Linked DNA regions of Pan troglodytes: region 1 is linked to region 2. A link is a contact called in public capture Hi-C data. All regions are on one chromosome and are shown on one strand. The core of a region is the stretch at or near the end of the contact, and the rest is flanking DNA. Distances in the headings are between cores, read along the strand shown.

Region 1 (3,260 bases), core at 402-2,901, 300 kb before region 2:
GTTAAATGAGTTAAATATATGTAAAGTACTTAAAACAGTGTCTGGAACATGGAACAGGAATTGTGAATCTGCTGGTAGAGAAAGACACAGCTATGCCAAGGCATTAAAAAGATATTACTGACTTTTTGGAAGGGAATATAAAATTCATATATACAGGAAAAAGCCACCCACACAACCGACCCTCAGCCGCCCATGTCACTCTGCCATTAGAAGCCTGTGCGTGCCTTGTTTGCTAAGATGGCATCATCACCTCCCTTCCGCAGAAGAGGCAAAGGACCTGCTCAAGACCAGCAAGGTTTGAGAAGGGAACCAGCTCTCTGGCTCCAGGCCCAGAGCTTACCTCCACTGCCTTAGGTGGTGCCCATGATTCCCTATTTCCTTAAACGTGCCCCACAGGCACCCCTCCTTAGATGATGTATATTACTGCCTTATCTCGCCCACCATTAGGAAGTCCTTTCTCACGTCTGATCTCAGTCCCACCACTTGTGGTGCAACCCCTATATCTAAGGCTGCCTGCATGGAGATAGCACGGGACCGGAGGGGGTAGCGGGTAGGGAGAGGGGAAAAGGCTTCTCCGTGATCTAGTTCCAGAAACCACTCTCACTGAGGAAGTCAGTTCATCCTGATATTTAACTTTAGCCCCACCATGGGTCAAGCCTGTTCTTCCTGCCTATCCTTGGAGGACATGGGGCATTTACCCCAGGGCTTCCATATCTGCCCTGCAGAGATAGGAATCAAGCCCTTGTACTTCCTGACTTGACTCTTGGCAGGGGGACTCCAGGGTTATATATAAGGTAGACTCAGTGCTAGCCCAAGCAAAAAGGCACATCTCAACCCTGACTATCCAGGGAAGGCTAGTACTCCAGCAAATCCTGTACGGACTATGCTGCCCATTGCACAGATGGGGAAACTGAGTCCCTGGGCAAATGAGGAGCTTTCCCCCAAGCACACAGCCAGGAAGACTGTGTTCATTGCAGTCCTCTCCCCAGTCTACCCAGGTCGCAGGAAAGCACTGGCAGTTTGCAGGATCCCTGAGCCTGAGCCATAGGTGCCGAAAAAGCAGCTGATTGACTGTCCTTTATAACTTCAAAGCAAGTAGCGTCATCTTTGTCTCCTTAAGATCCAACATGGAGTTTAAGAGAGAAGTCAGAAAGAACCTGTTGACAGTAGGAAATGAGGGAAACTGTGGAATTCACTTTTCTGAGGGCATTTTAACTAACAGATACGCAAGCAAGTCTGCCTAGTCCAGCAGTTCAGGTTGTCTGCTGTATCAGAGGATGAAATTTCTTTAATTCAAACTGACATTTTCAAAAGGGTTGTGGGGGTGGGTGCTGTGGACTAGCCACCCTTGTACCATGCTTTGACTGGTCTGGCCTGGGAGAGAAGCGGTGGTGCCCGTCCCTACTCTTGCTCCCAGCCTTGTCTGCTCCCTGCCTTGCCCCCCTGCCCACCCTGGCTGCCTCCGGTCTCCCGTGATTGAAATCTCCCTGCTGGTCTCAGAGCTGACCTTCCCGCCTTTAATTCAATCAGGAATCACAAGCCCTTTTAATTTAGGAAATAAAAGGCTGGCTGCTGAGCAGGCTGCACCTGATTGACGGGGCTGCCAGCTTGGTCAGGCTGGCCTGGGGAGGGGGCATAGACCCGTGACCTCAGCTGGCCTCTCTGGGGTAGGAATGCTCCCCCAAGCCTGGGGAACAAAGGAGGACCACCCCCCTCCTGATTCCCAGCAGAGGAGGGGCCAAGGCCACATGGTAGGGGGTGGCTGCTGGCTGGCCCAGAGAAGCTGGGGAATGTCAAGCTCTCACTGCAGCCTGAGGGACTTGGGGTAGACACAAGGGAGGACTTTGCAACTGACTAATTCCTCTGTTCTTGTTATGTGATTCTGGGTTGATGCTCCAAAGTATTGCAACAACGCATTTTTATTTTCCAAAAAAGTAGAAGAGGCGCCAGAGGAATCAATGCTAGCTTTTCTGGACTTTGGTTTCTCATCCATATATAAAGGTAGACAGGGACCCAGCCACCGGGCTGTTGTGAGCATTAAATGAGTTAATGAAAGCTCACTGGCACATAATAATCGCTCATTAAATTATAGCTAATAACATTCTTAATAATATTATTCTTCTAGAGGCATACAGAGGTCTCCACTTCTACTTGGAAGTGGAGGAGACTTGGGGGAGAGAGTCCAGGGTCCTGGGCCCTGTTGCTTGCTTTCTCTCCTTGGAGACAGCCCAGGACAGGTCCCGTCAGCACCTAGGTTCCTTCCCCGGGGGAGGCAGGCTGGGTCAGTGGAAAGCTGCCTGCTCAAGGAGTAGAATTCTGGTTCAGCATATTTTGGCCTCACTTCTCTGAGCCTTAGTTTCTTCCTTTGGAAAATGGGCTAGTAGCACCTACCTGGTAGGATTGCTTTGATGCTGTTTAAAGTGCCCAGGCCACAGCCTGCCAAGTATTAATAGGAGGTGCTCAGATTGTGGTACCTCCCTCTCCTGACCCCCCAATCAAGTGCTCAGCCCAGCCTACCCAAGTGGTTTTGGCCTCCATCCTGAACCTACCCTGGCCCTATGGGAAACCCCATTTCCCTGTGATCTGAAGCTGAGCTCTAAGAGGCCACTACCCTGTTCCTGTTCAACCATATTGCATAAATGTCCTATGGCCTGATTCCCACAGGGTTCTGCCTGTGGCCAGGATCTGCCTCAGATGCTCCTTCCACTGTGGCTGGTTTTACTTTCCAGAGATGAATGAGCCTGTAGAATGAACCACCTTAGGGCAGGCGGAGATGGCTGGCAGCTCCCCATGTGTGTACAGCCCAGTGCCTAGCATGAAGAGATGCTCAAGGAGGTCTCTCCCCAAAGTCTGCCCCACCCTCCTGTCCTAGGGGTATTATAAAAACATATACTATAACATCATTCTTTGGTTTCTCAATAAGCAATGCTACACAGCTCCTGTATAAAATATGTTTGGCGATAAAGGTAATAGTCACAGTGGATGCCCACTTGAGCTTCAGGCTTACTCCGTGCTAGACTTGGTGTTGAGTGCTTGAGACACACTGTCTCTCTCCTACTTCCCTATGAGGTAGAGATTGCACTGCATCTTTGAGGAGACTGACACTCAAAGAGATTGAGTCACTTCTCCAAGCTGACCCAGCTACTAAGCAGCAGTGCTGGGATCTGAATCCAAGCCCATTGTCAGTCCTCTGCAGACTTGGCTGGGCAGTTCGTAGAAGATTCTCACGTCTGTTGTTGCATTTGATGGCGTAGCAACCT
Region 2 (3,112 bases), core at 248-2,747:
TTGTGATTGGGCCAATGAGTCAATTGAAAGGAATTCATGGGCCAAACAGGTCCCATCCTCTTCATGACAGCTGTGAGCTCCTTACTGTGGGAGAGCTGCAGGGAGCCAAGGTGGGCTGCCTGACACACTTGCCGCTCTCGTGTGAATCCAAGAAACTGCGTTCCTCAAAGGGGCCCTGGTTGTCACCTTCTCCCACAGCCATTTCCACCCATCGTTGTCTAGAATCTCTTTCATTAGCACATTCCAACCCCTCTGCCACTTGGTTTAGAAATGAGCTCCCTGGCTCAGTGGGCCTTTCAGAATCTGGAACCAGACGGAGGTGGAGTTAAGAAGATAGGACAGAACAGGCAGGCCAAGTTCACTGAAGCTTAAGAAAATCATGTTTAGACTCTGTTTAAAAACATCCAGGCTGGCTCCCATTCTATAGCATGAAGGGCAAGTCCATGTTCTTCTCGCCAGTGCCCACGTAGATGTAGCCATAGTTCTTGGTGTGGGGAGCATGGTAGAAGGTGAGGCCCGGCCAGAGCAGGCTGCGCAGCACCACCAGGGCATTGCCCCTCTCCATCTGGATGCTCCAGGACCCTGAGATGAGACAGGCAGGAGGTGAGGCCTGGTGCTGCTGGAGCCACAGCTCTGCCCTTCATGCTGTGGCCCCTGGCTCCTTGGGCAGCCAGGCCCAGGTGCTATGGTTCCACTGGGGAGAGACCATTTAATTCTCCAGATGCTTTACTCCCTGATTGTCTTTTAGCCATTATTCTTTTCGTTTTAAGAGACATGGTCTCACTCTGTCACCCAGGCTGGAATGCAGTGGTGCAATCACAACTCAATGCAGTCTTGACTCCTGGGCTCAAGCAATCCTCCCACCTTAGCCTCCAGAGTAGCTGGGACCATGGGCATGCACCACCATACCCAGCTAACTTTTCTGATTTTTTGTAGAGATGGGGCCTCACTGTGTTGCCCAGGCTGGTCTCAAACTCCTGGGCTCAGGCGATCCTCCCACCTTGGCCTCCCAAAGTGCTGGGATTACAGATGTGAGCCACCACGCCCAGCCCTTTTAGCCATCTCACTGCTCATTAAAACCACTTTCAGAGGGAGGGCAAAGGAAATGAAAAGAGGTGAAACTCAAACCAGTCTGTTTTGTTCCTGTCAGCAAGTCTAGCTAAAGGTTGAGTGGGGGAGGAGGCTGAATCCAATCCACAGGCAGAGGGGAGTTGGGCTGGGCCAAGGGAGACACCAGCTCCTCCCACACTATACCCAGTGCAGTCACCAGTTCTAGTGTGGTTTGCCGCTACTTGCCATTTTGCTGTGTCTTCCTCATTTCCTGAAGCCTCTCCTGAGTTGGATTAGACCAGACCGGGAAAGGAAGGCTCAAATAGAAATTTGGGCAGTTCAGGCCTCCTAGCTCAATGGCCCTTTCTGGCAGCTGGTAGACTGGGAGCCATCCTTGGTGGGAGGGGACTTGGGCTCCCCCTAATGAGCCTTTGTCCTAGGTTCTGCCCTGGTTTTTGCCTCCCCACACAGGAGCAGCCCAGCTCAGGGCTGAGTCGTGCAGCCATGAGGACTTGGCTGGAAGGGCCTGATTAAGCTCCAGAACCGAGGGAGGGAGCCACAGTGTGGGAGGAAGGAGCCTGGGAAAATCGCCTCTGGATGCAGATCTGGGGCTTCTATTCCCCTGCGCACTGAGGCCTCTCCCGGCCCAGCCACAGCCCTGCTCCAGGCCCTGCCAGAAAGGCAAATGCTTTGAAAGTTTTGGTGTTGGACCAGCCAGCCATGCGCTGAGAGCTGCTCTGAGGCCTTCATCAGCTGCCAGCTCAGCCTGGCTGCTTGGCTCCTGCTGCCCCAGCTTCCCACGGGCCACCTCCAACCATGGTTCACCCTAGTCACTCCACACCCTGCAGCCTCACAACTCAGTGCCCACCCACTGGGGGCCACCCTGCATCCAAGAAACCTGATTGCCAGGAACCCCTGACCCTCATGGCAGCTCATGCACCCTTACTCAGGGTGCAGCCGCCTGCCTAGGTCAAAACCAAAGTTTTCTGGGCGTATATAGTTTGGCTGTCCCTGGTCCTGCTCAGGGAGAAGCCAATCGCAAAGCTCACTTTAGCACTGTGCAGTGGCCAGCACCAAGTGCCATCGCCCATGCAAAGGATGATGTCAGCCCCCTCCAGCCCACACAGTGCCTGCTGGACAACATCAAGAAGAAAGTAGTGTCCCTGTGTTAGCGGGGCTCCGGCTGGAACACTGCCCCTGAGAAGGAGTATTGCCCCTGACTCTTAAAACTTTTCTCTGGGTGCTTGAGGTCCTCTGCCTCTCAGACCTGCCCTCAGAGTTTGAGAGTCCCTAGCCTGGTACTTTCCTGGTCATGCATCTCCAGAAAACAGATTGTTTAGGATTGATGAGGGTGGGGGTCCAACAGGACAGAGTGTTCCAACTCCACTGCTTCAGCCTTGGACAAGAAGCACAGACCCAGGGAGATCCGATTCCCTCCCTTGGTCACCCCACCAGCCTAGAGTATCGTCAGGGACCAGGCTCCATAAAGACACAGTCCCTCAGCCCCTTGAACTAAGACCAGACTGCCTCATCTCTATCTGCCTACTGAGGGAGGGCAGCTTGCAGCCTGCCTGGGCTAGGTGCTGCCCTGGAGAAAATGGAATCCTGGAGTCCTCCAACCTAGACCCTTGTCAGTTCATTGTTGCCAGCACCTTGGCATGCCTGGGCAAGGGCTTGGTCCTGCCCTGCCCTCACACCAGCCTGCCTGCCTAGGCTTTGGCCACCTCTTGCCTCCAGTAAATAATGCAGGGGGCGGGGGGCAGTGTTCTTGGACGAAGTGGCCTAGGCCTATCAGCAGGGGCTCCTACCCAGAGAGCAAGGAGAAACTGGCAGGGGGGCTAGGGAAATACAGTGCCCCCGCCTGGCAGGGGGCAATGCTGCGCAGGCGGGAGGGTGCTGCTGGAGTACGGTAGCGGCATGTAGGGCCAGCCAGAAAACAGCACTGCCTCCCTCCCTCGCATTCCTGTCACACTCCTGTCCTCTCATCGTCCCTGGCTCAGCTGGTCGCCCGGGAAACACACAGACTCAACGTGCCAGGAGTCACGTAGCATCTACCTGAAGA

What was found. Capture Hi-C pulls out chosen DNA fragments and counts their contacts.
Region 1: a capture Hi-C map of stem cell-derived neural stem cells shows a contact between it and region 2, with 3 times the contacts expected there. The contact joins two enhancer-like sites. A contact is called at or near these places in 1 of 7 Hi-C or Micro-C datasets (blood) and 1 of 1 other capture datasets (stem cell-derived neural stem cells).

The regions. Positions count from the first base shown.
Region 1 is chr5:49,863,357-49,866,616 of NHGRI_mPanTro3-v2.0_pri, reverse strand. No RefSeq gene overlaps it. Among named protein-coding and RNA genes, the nearest start is that of LINC03040, 32 kb to the left of the region's middle. Within about 2 kb of position 1,651, at least 1 of the 24 cell types and tissues checked has an H3K27ac peak or open chromatin away from gene starts, as enhancers often do. A contact at or near this core is called in stem cell-derived neural stem cells, where this site is marked.
Region 2 is chr5:49,559,311-49,562,422 of NHGRI_mPanTro3-v2.0_pri, reverse strand. RSPH9 (radial spoke head component 9) reads right to left here. Exons shown (of 5, transcript XM_016955588.3): 5 at 363-582. The coding sequence ends at 422. It overlaps MRPS18A (mitochondrial ribosomal protein S18A), which reads left to right. Exons shown (of 6, transcript XM_001140445.5): 6 at 1-64. Among named protein-coding and RNA genes, the nearest start is that of MRPS18A, 18 kb to the left of the region's middle. Within about 2 kb of position 1,497, at least 11 of the 24 cell types and tissues checked have an H3K27ac peak or open chromatin away from gene starts, as enhancers often do. A contact at or near this core is called in stem cell-derived neural stem cells, where this site is marked.